2 separate regions of the Mus musculus genome follow, and region 1 is linked to region 2. A link is a contact called in public ChIA-PET data. All regions are on one chromosome and are shown on one strand. The core of a region is the stretch at or near the end of the contact, and the rest is flanking DNA. Distances in the headings are between cores, read along the strand shown.

The links. ChIA-PET counts read pairs in DNA pulled down with a chosen protein or histone mark.
Region 1: an RNA polymerase II ChIA-PET map of memory CD8 T cells shows a contact between it and region 2, with 12 read pairs. The contact joins two enhancer-like sites. A contact is called at or near these places in 1 of 484 Hi-C or Micro-C datasets (liver) and 1 of 115 datasets of contacts at active chromatin or transcription factors (memory CD8 T cells).

The regions. Positions count from the first base shown.
Region 1 is chr15:53,155,421-53,160,867 of GRCm38.p6, reverse strand. All of the region lies in intron 1 of Ext1 (exostosin glycosyltransferase 1), which reads left to right. Among named protein-coding and RNA genes, the nearest start is that of Ext1, 190 kb to the left of the region's middle. Within about 2 kb of position 3,402, at least 70 of the 459 cell types and tissues checked have an H3K27ac peak or open chromatin away from gene starts, as enhancers often do. A contact at or near this core is called in memory CD8 T cells, where this site is marked.
Region 2 is chr15:52,561,938-52,567,034 of GRCm38.p6, reverse strand. No RefSeq gene overlaps it. Among named protein-coding and RNA genes, the nearest start is that of Gm23267, 65 kb to the right of the region's middle. Within about 2 kb of position 1,319, at least 35 of the 459 cell types and tissues checked have an H3K27ac peak or open chromatin away from gene starts, as enhancers often do. A contact at or near this core is called in memory CD8 T cells, where this site is marked.

The DNA.
Region 1 (5,447 bases), core at 2,153-4,652, 590 kb before region 2:
CAGAGCATTTTCTATTCTCTAGTCACTTGTTCACTGGGCAGTTGTGGTACAGCAGGGAAAGATACATTGAAAATGTCCTTACAATCCATGCACGGAGCTAACTTGCTGTTAAAATGCAGTCTGCTAGTCAGGGTGGCACATGTCTTTAATCCCAGCACTTGAGAGGCAGAGACAAGCTTCTGCGTTTCAGACCAGTCTGGGATACAGAGTGAGACCCTATCTCAGAGCAACAAACAGAGAGTCAAATCATATTGTCTTCTTTTTTTCTTGCCTTAGCATCTTGAATAGTGTTTGGGCTTTCCGTTGACAGTTTCTTATTCTGCCTCTCCTTGGTTTGAGCACTCAAACATTGCAGAACATAAATAAATAGAAATAAATAAATACATAAATAAATACTCTCAAGTAGGTGAGTTCCCAAAGGACAGCTTTACATGGTCTCTTTGCCTCTTTTGTGCTGCTGGGCACAGATTTAGACAAACTCATTGCTGCCTGCATATTAAGAGCTTAATAAATACAGATGGGAGGAATGCATGATTTATGACAGTGTTGCCTGTTTAGCTTGGTGATAATGCTCACAGATCCTAGGACTATGTTTCTTGTGGAGTAAAAATAAATAAACTCCTCTTTGTAAGTTAGAGAGTTGATGGGAAAAACCAAGGAACGCCTACAGACTTTTTTTTAAAAAAGGAATTTCCTGTGCTCAGATAGTTGAGTTCATTTGCAATGTCTCTTGTCCTGACTGACAATGCTGAAGGATAAGTGTATGATATCAAAAGCCTGAGCAGCTCCAGGGTTGCTACAGAGAGGAGAGGGGAATGGGTTGAAAGAAAATCCGCACCGTCCTGCTTCAGTGTCATCTCTCCTCTTTGTACAGGGTGGCTGAAGGCTACCTTAGGTCTCTATACTGTTTGCCTGGTAGGTTTGTTACTGTTTTCCTGGCCTGACCTGGTGATGCTGGTGAGCAGCCAAGTGTTCTGGAAGTCCACACTCTGGTTTTGCGAAGGAGGTCCTTGGTAAATAAATGGGGCTCTCACCCTGTAGAGTGCATTTCTTGCCGACCAGAATTGAAGCTTTGCCTGTGCTTTTGACCAGTGCTGGCTGCTTTCTATAAGGGCAGGGTCTGTGCACAGAGTCACACAAATGCACTTCTCAGTAGGAATTGTAGAATTCGGCTTGTAGAGGAAAGGACTGTCGAGTTGGCTAGACCTACGCTTGACCCCGCTCCCTACATGGGCTGATAACTAAAAGAAAAGAATGTCAAATGCTTAAGAAACAGTGGGCACCGACAGAAAGGTTGCCAGGGCTTTGTCGATAACCAGCTCTCCTTTTCTTCTTCTGCCCTTTTCCTCCTCGGGCTCAGCTAGCCACTAAATGAGTAAATTGCTAGCGGGAATGATCCTCACCAGGCTTGTGAAACCAGGGGCCTAGGTAGGCAGCAGATTGCCAGATGGAGTGTGGGTCTCTCCTGCCCCAGGACATGAGTTGCCTCAGCTTAGTAGCTGTGTGTTGGCCAAATGTGCTGGTTTTTCTCCATGTGTCAGTGTTGGGAGGGATTGCAAGGCAGAGTAGATCCCAACCCCAGAATTGAACTTGAGGTCACCAACATCCTCTAACAGAGGATGTAAATGGTAATTTTAGGTCCTGTATCTCTGTCCATTCTTAGTTATGAATTGGAATGAGTTTATTGAGCCACCTAGCCCAGGTGGTCTCCTCCAGACAGTAATCCTACTACTAAAGTGTTTGAACTTGCTTTTATACAACAGTGTGAAGAGCTTCCTTGTTCCAGCTGTCCATGTGAAAAGTGCATAGCCTGTATAAATATCATAGACCTTCACGGAGAGGCATTCCTGTCTCCCTCAGCCTAGGGACCTTTGCTTAGGCCACATGTCATGTCTGTCCATCTCTCTGTCTCCTGCCAGGTCTTTCCTCCTCTTCTTCCTCCTGTTCCTCCTTGTCCCCATGGAACACAATGCACACACGAACACTTAGGCTTACCCTACTAGGATCCATGATCCTGGAAGCCATCCCCTAATATCCAGTGAGTACCTTCCAATGGCCTCGCTGCTTCCATTTTGCACTGGCTGAACTGAACCTCATTGACTGCTCATTGAACTCTACGTTGGCTAGAGATCAGCACCTCTGAAATAAACAAAAGTATGTCTGGACATGGAATTCTCCATCTTCAAATTGCCACGTGGAAAGTGATAGTTTTTTCCTTAAATGTATACTTTCCTGACTCCTCAGTTCCAAAGGTGGCATCATCAAAACAAACAAACCAACCAACCAACCAACCAACCAACCACAACCCTCTGACAGCAGATAAACTTTGATTTCCCTTGAATTTCATTCATCTCTCTGCTTCTTGCAAACACAGGCCTGGTGTACCTTGGAGGTATGATCTGCAGCCTCCTCTGTTCGTTGTGTAGGATTCGTTGACTTATGGAGCATTTGAACACAAGCTCCCTGTGTTGCCCAGTAGGAACCCACTTGATCCTTTCCAAAGCCACTCTTGTGGAGCTTGTGATGTTCAATGAACACGTTAACAAGCTGTCACTGTGACTTTGTCACCAGGCAAATCTCAGAGCATCTCCAGGCTCATTTTGCCTAATTATTTATACATACAGATTTCAGTCCCTCTTACTGGGCTTAGTCAGACCTGTGCAGGTTATCAAGTATGGCAAGATATGTCATGAATGCTTTGCCATTAAAACTGGTCACTTCTGTCTTGGGGTCCCGCTAATCTTAAAGTGAATAGCAGAAAATTTTATTTATTTATTTTTTAAGCTTTGGAAGTTACAAAATTTGTTCCTTGAAACAACTTACCTTTGAATGTTTGCCAGTGTGAACCTAACACCTAGCCCTGTCAGTTTAAAATGTGTGTGCCTGTATTTGAACAGAGAATGTAAATTTAATCCTAGTAGGTGCCTATTCTGAAAACCATCTTCTCTCCAGTGTAAATGTGCACTTATCAGAACAGAACAAATGTATTCAAAAACAGGAGAGTAAATGGCCTTTTTGATTCAGATTGCCTCTACACTCTCCCCCTCCCCTCCCCCATCATAGTGAAAGCTTTATTATCAATCCCTTCATTTTCTTCCAGCTTTAGATTTGGAGGGCAGAACAGGAAAACATTTGGGGGCCAGTTGTTTTGAATCAAAACAAATCAAGAACTGGCAAAAAACAGTCGTTTCCTGGCTCTCTGCTGATCTGATTGGTGTCATTTCCCCAGCTCAGGAGAGCTGTGTTTGCTCATCTTTCGTTTGCTTCTGCAGATTGGTGTTAGTGGGTGATGTAAAAACCCTCTAACGTATTAAATGGCAGTGAGGTAACACAGAACTGGAGCCCCTGACTGCCTGGCCTTGTTTTAGGGATTTCCCCTTCACATACATCTCTGCTTGACAAGGACAGACAGGGTGTTTTTCGGTGGCTTCCTAGGCTGGCATAGGAAGTGTCTGGTGGCCCACTTCCTGTGTCACATTGTTCACACATTTGACAAAACCCAGAAAAAAAAGGCAGCGGCAAGGGAAGTTAGGCTTCACTTTGCCATGAAGGCATAATTACATAAGAGTGGCATCTAAAAGTGCCAGACATGGTCTTGGAGCAACCACAATTCTGATCAGTGGGCTGAATTTCTGAGAATACCACTACCCGTGGCTTTGAAGTCCCTAACTCTGTCTAACCACTCAGTTTGCAAGATTGGAACAAGAAAAGTGGTGAGTTTGCAAACCTTAGTCACAGGACAATATTTGGGACAGTGTGCCTGGGATCTCTCAGAGGCACAGGCACATTCCTTCATTCCCCACCCCAACATGGAGCCGTTTTATGGAGCTACATCTTGCCTCAGCTTCTCTCAGCTTCTGAGTGGGTACAGTTCCAGATGTGTGCCCCCATGCCCTGCTCTGTGTCTTCTGACATGAAGGTCATCAGACAGAGTCTCTGGTTGGGGCATAAAGGCCTGGGTGCATACTGCTAACTTGAAGCCTTGCTTCTTAAAGAGTCCTGGACATTCTGCATGTGTCCTTTTTCTCTGTAAGATAGGAGAGTAGGGCACAGCAGCTGCTACCTAAAGACCATGTGTGGAACCAAATAACTCAGTACACACCTGTAAGGTCTGTACTGATGAGTTTGAAGCTCAAAGGTCTTTACAGTTCAAGATCATGTATCTAAGAGGATACAAAACAAACTTCAGGGCTAGGAAAATAGCTCAGTGGGAGGATGTTTGTCTAGCATGCCTGAGACCCTGGGTTCAATCCCCAGTACTAGAAAATTAACTAACTAATAAAATAAAAAATTTTTAAAAATCCACAAAAGTAAAGAACACAAACTCAACCCAATGAATACAAAAACCAAACACATGAACACACATGAAGTCACATTATGGAATCCCTTCCTCACTTTGTTTTTTTAGATGACATTTACTGTTATTTATAAATTTGATATAAAAATAATAATAACATTCCTTTACAATAAATCATGGTTAGTAGTATCTCATAAAAAGCCTTCTGTGCTATGTTCATGCACACAGAGCAAGCACAATTGAGGCTTGAAAAGGCTCGTGACCCTCTTGGAAAGGTGGATCTGGGATTGAAACATGTCTGCTGTTGGGCTGTAGCTCCTTAGCCAGTGAGACTTACAGAGATGGTTAACAGTTGTTGGCTGAGATCATACGAGGGGTGGGTACCTAGCACAGGTTTAGGGCACAGGCAAGCAGCACAGCAGACAGCTTATGGATGAAACAGTCCAGTGGAGTGGGCCTTTAGGTTTCTCCCTTTTCAGTAAGATTGTCACACCCTATGTTAGGTGACCACCAGCCATGGTTGAAATCACTTCCCCTGGGCAGGGCAGTATGTATGCTCTGTGCACTGCTGGGTGTTAGTATTCTTGTTTAGACCCTGAGCATTTACACAGGCTGTAGATTACCGATGAAATGCTTCTGTTTAGCTAGGACAGCCAGATGAAGTCTGTTGCAGTTGTTCGGTTCTTAACTGTCTGCTGATTTTTGGCCTAATGGAAACATGGCCGAAGTCAAGCATTCTTTCCAGTTGACAGATACAGTGTATTTGCCCAGCAGGGAAATTGGGGCACATTTGAAGCAAGGAAGATGCTGAGCAAATGGGAGTGACAGGAAACAAGGTGAGAAGTCTGGTGTGGGCAGGACCTTGCAGGTTGCCACCCAAGGAGGCAAGGAGGCAAGTATAGAACAGCGTCTTTCTCCTGTGGGGATGCAACCTGTGAGTGTGAGCCCTTCACTGAAGGCCGTGGGTTTAGAGGGCAGTTATTCTCTTTGTGCCTGCTCTTTCTCTGGATGTAATTAAGGAGACTTTAGAGAAGGAATCTTGTGCTAAAGCCCAGATAAGAGCCTGAACTTATCTACCTCCCCAAATCCCTAAAGCCAAGTTGGATTTTAATATTTTTCTTTTGGATTTGACTTTGCTGCTGTGCGAAGG
Region 2 (5,097 bases), core at 70-2,569:
ATTTAGGACAAATATGAATATATCAGCATTATGTAAAGCCCACTAGTAATGGCCAATACCTTCTCAAGATCACAGGATTGTGTTCATGTATATGGAGAGTAGTACTTAAGTACAGCTCAAGTCCTTTGTATGATCTTTAATTGTGTTAGAGAAGAGTGTGTGGAAGTGAAGGAGTAAATACTTAATGGAAAATTATTATAAGATTTGAAATCTTAAAGCCTCTTCTTCTTCTCTAGAGAGATGGAAGACTATAAGAATCACTAAAACATATATTTTGGACTAGAAGAGACTGTGGGATCATTTAACCTCATCTGATAAATACTGATTTGCCCATAATTCTAGTAGCAGAATGAAAGGTAACAAAATTCACAATCACCCCTTCCCCACTTCTCTTCCCTCTTTTCCTGTTAAAGTCGCTACAATAGTAGTCTCACTCAGATGTCCTATAACATATTTTGCTTAGCTAAGGGGTCCTTGGTTGCAATTTAGAAATCTCTTGATTACTCTACATTGCCATGGTATTACAGGTGTTATTATCATGTATCACATGATATTACATTCATCTCTCAACCTATCTCTCAAAGCCTAACAATAATATATATAACAATAATATATATGCATATTTTTTCTCCCCCCCCCACATAGAAAAGGTTGTAAAATGTGAAAAGTAGGTAGGAGCCTGCCCAGCCAGGCTTTGCTATGATGTTAATCAATTATCCATCAGGGAACAATTTTCTTTTCCAAATTCTTCATTGGGAAAAACAATTAGCAGTGGATTTGGAGCCCCTTTCAATAATCTACAAATTCAAAAGCTTTTCAATGTAGATGATAAAGGGATGGTTCTATTTTCTCTGATAGCAGAACAATCATTCACAATCCTGGTCTTACTATATCCAAAGGTGTCTTTGACCATACAGTATTTTCAAGAAACTTAAAAAAAAAACAAAACTGAAATTGAAACAATAAATCTCTGCCAAATCTTCAGATGGTCCAGAAAGAGTATCTTATAAAACAAAGCAACAAAGGGAGTGCCCAAGAAGGTGGGAATTGTTGACCCCAAGAGAAGATGAAAATCCCTCCAGCATTACCCATGTATTTGAGATCTCACAAATTTTAGGAGAAAAAAAATCAACCAGAATAGTCAAAACAAGAAGTAACATCTAGCACGTCAGGGCCCTGCACAGCATATCTGACAGTTTGAACACCAGCTAAAGTTTTTTATAACACCAAATTTATCATGCACAGGCTTCAGATCTGTCACCAGAAGCAGGGTGATGTCAGTGAGAAAATCTGGTGTTGTTTCATTTTCGCAGGTTTTTTAGGATATGAAACTGAGCTGTGGGTTGAGAGTGTCACCACAAAGAGGGGGTAATAATTAGCAATCAGTGAAACAAGGCCTGCTGTGAGGTTAAGAATAAAAATCATGCTTATTAACAAGCAAGTCTGCCATAGGGAGGAGGAAGTGGGACACACATGCTGTGCAACACTCGGGGGCTCTGGTGTTTAGAAACTTTGCGATTCTGTTTTCTGGGCCATGCATGTGGTATTTCATGAGCAGCGCCAATCTCGCACTTCAAGGGAATGCCAGTGGAATGCTGGGAAATCTGTAGTGACGTGGCACTTGTGTCTTCTCCGTCACTAACATGGCCTCTCACGTTTAAATATTGAATTGAGAAATCTGAGAGCTCAGTTGTATTAAGAAGCTTTTGAAATCTTTAAAGCAGCATTAAAATTTCGAGGGTTTTTAAAATTAGTTTGTGCCTGGTCTCTGGCCCATGTTGAAGGGTGATATTATTCTCTATTCAGTATCTTCTGCCAGCTTAGTATGTAATTGTCTTAGAATGGCTGCATGTCTATTAGTTTGGAGAATCCTGAGTTGAAAATTTTGTGGTACATACTGTAGCAGCAGTTAACCCTGGGGAAGAAATTGCTAGTAGCCTTTTGAAATCAAGTTGCTCCTTTTCATTAGTAATGACATACTGGTTTTATTTGGATGACAATGATCCATGGTTGGGAAAACTTATTTATTGTGGCTTTCATTTGGTGCTCTGTAGCCATGAAATTGGTTCTTTATCTTGATGTGCTAAAAAAGAAAGTTACAGGAAGGTAGACTAAGTCTCAAAATGGCATGAAGTCACAGACAAGTCTGCCCCTTTAATGCAACCTCTCCCTGCACCTGGCATATGCTTCTGATGGCTTTTGCTCTCCCCAGTTGACTTGATTGATGTAGTGATTGGTGTAATGTATTAAAACTTGCCAGAACCATGGGGTATCCAGATATTGACAAGATGTTATTCCCAGTACACCTGCAAAGGTGTTTTGGGATGAGAGGAAAGCTGATGTTGGTAGATTGAGTAAAGCAGAATCCTTTCCCCCATGTAGGTTACCCTCAAGTAACCTAGAAGGAACAGAACAAAGGAGATGATGTTTTAGAGTGAAAGCGAATTCCTTACTTCTGCCTTTCTGAGCAGGCCTATGATTATCAGAGTGCCTCTGGACTCAAACCAAGACATCAGCTCTTTTTGTGTCTGAAGTCCTGTGGGCTTTAGACTCATACTTACTTTTGGCTGTTTTTGGCTTGCTACATACAGAATTTGTGACTTCGTGGCCTCTATAACCCTTTGAGCCAATTGTCCCTCCATTACCCCTTTCTGTTTCTAGGAAAGAATTTTGTTAATCAAGCCAAATAAGTAACTTTAAAGGTAGAAACATGTTCAAGGATACTGATAGGAAAAGAGCAGGAGACTGGGTTTGGAACATTCATAGAATGATTATGCAAGTCCAAGATTGATAAAAATCTTACTTTCCAAGTTATGCAAGAAAATAAATAACTTGCATAAGTACTTTTAGTTCTGCTCTGTGTTACTGCCAACCCAATGCAATTCTTAATTAATATACCCCTATGCTACACAAACACAGCAAAAGCCAGAAAGAGAATTTATGCTTCTTTGTTTTACCCTTAGTGATAAAATGCAAAGCTTTGCCCAGGGTGGAAACCATTGAGAAGTTCATAGAATGTTTCCTTCCGTGTACCTGAGCTCAGTTCCTAACATGATCTCAGCAATGTGTTAACAGGAAGAAAACATAGACTCCTTCTTTGAGAGCTCTTATAACTAACCTGACTGAAACACTATAATGGATAAACTCCTGTCCCTCTTTTCTTAAAATGTATAAGCATCAATGCCCATGGCACTTGGCTTTTGGTCAAATAGACAGTACTTTGTTTTGCTTCTGTCTTTCTGATCTCATGTGTTCGATTTGAGTGAGTTTTGTTTATACAAAGGCTTGATTATCCTACCTGGATGTATTATTATAACTAGTTAATTATTATATAGCCAGTACAGTGTGAATGTACAAAGAAATGAAATTGCTCTTTGTATGAAAATTATGCTGATTTGTACAAAGTAGATTCACTGTATTAGATTAGTTATTTTTTGTCACTATAACTAAATATCTGACACAGAAATCTTGCAGAACAAATGGTATATACATTTTTGAATTATCATTTTTGTGTCTGCAACCTATATACACAGTATATGATGTTGGCAGAAACATGTGGACAGCTGTTCGCATCATATCAGTCAGAAAGCAGAGAGCTCAGCACAAAGGAATCGTGGAAATTCTTCCCAAACTTATACCCCCAGTGACCCTACTGCTACCAACTAAGCTCTGTCTTTTAGTTCCCATGGCCTTCCCAAAGGCTGTGTAAATGAGTGCAGGTCTGTATATTATTTTGTAGTGCCTCATTTTAAATAAAGTTTTAAATAAACAGACTATTACACTCTGTTACCTCTGACTATGAGCATTTTTTTCTATTAAAAAAAATCACAGTTTTGATGTTAAGATATTATATCTTAGTGTCAGAATCAGATACTTACACATATAGTGATGAAATGACTCAAGGATTTATATTAGCAACTTTTAAAAAATACCATTCAAGGGACTTAAAAGGATATTTAATCCAAGGTCTCCCAAACCAAACTCCAGAAGCAGCAATTGATCATTTAAGAACATGAAACCAGTTAAGGAACTACAGAATTATCTCCAGTATTCTGATATATACTTCAGAGATTTTTGTGCTGACTAACAAAACCAGACATACAAGTGACATACCCATCTACAAGTCTAAATAAGCTATCTGAATCATTTAAGTTGGAAAAATAGTTTATTGACTCATCATGTGAAGACCAATGGTGAAGTCTTCAGTTTATCTGTATTGTCAGATATATTATTACTCCCTAACTGTGCTTATTATTGATTCTATTTGCTCTTATGAAGAAAAAATTTATTTAGCTCAGTTTTAGAAGCTGTGAATTAAAACAGCATGGCACTGGTTCTGCCTGTACCACACCATGGTGGGGCCTTTGGGTATCCTTGTGTCAACGGTCTCTCCTCCCTCCTTGTTTTCTCCTTTATCTAACAAAGCTACCAGGACCCAGTCATTGGTATTCCAATGAGCTAAACTAATCATCTTCCATTTGCTTTTCATTCTTCTAAAGCCTTTTGCCTTCATTCTTCCATGCTATATAGGAAGATTTTCTTTGGGTGTTTGGAAAATTGGATAGCAGCATCTTCAAGTGGGCATTGTTGTCAAGGAAAGAGGAAAGAGGAAAGAGGAAAGAGGAAAGAGGAAAGAGGAAAGAGGAAAGAGGAAAGAGGAAAGAAAGAGGAAAGAGAATCCCCTTTTCTTATTTAATGGTCCTACACATTTGTCAAATGGGTGGCCTTTCTTCTTACAGTTCTTAAGAATAACTATAGAGAGTACTGAAAATGCAACACCCTGATTTAAGAAGAGACTGGGTGGAATAACAAGGCTCTATTCTCTCTCTCTCTCTCTCTCTCTCTCTCTCTCTCTCTCTCTCTCTCACACACACACACACACACACACACACACACACACACACACACACATTTCCCCAAGCAGTCCATAATGATCATACGCTTGTGTTCTTCCATGCTGGTCATCTATCTGTTGAAAAAAAAAAAAAGAGCATCATACAACTTGTATATAAGACTCTCCTTTTCACTGGCCTGATTAATCAGTACACAGTGAGCCTGTTTCACAACAATCAATGTGAAAACATTTGGCTTATCTGA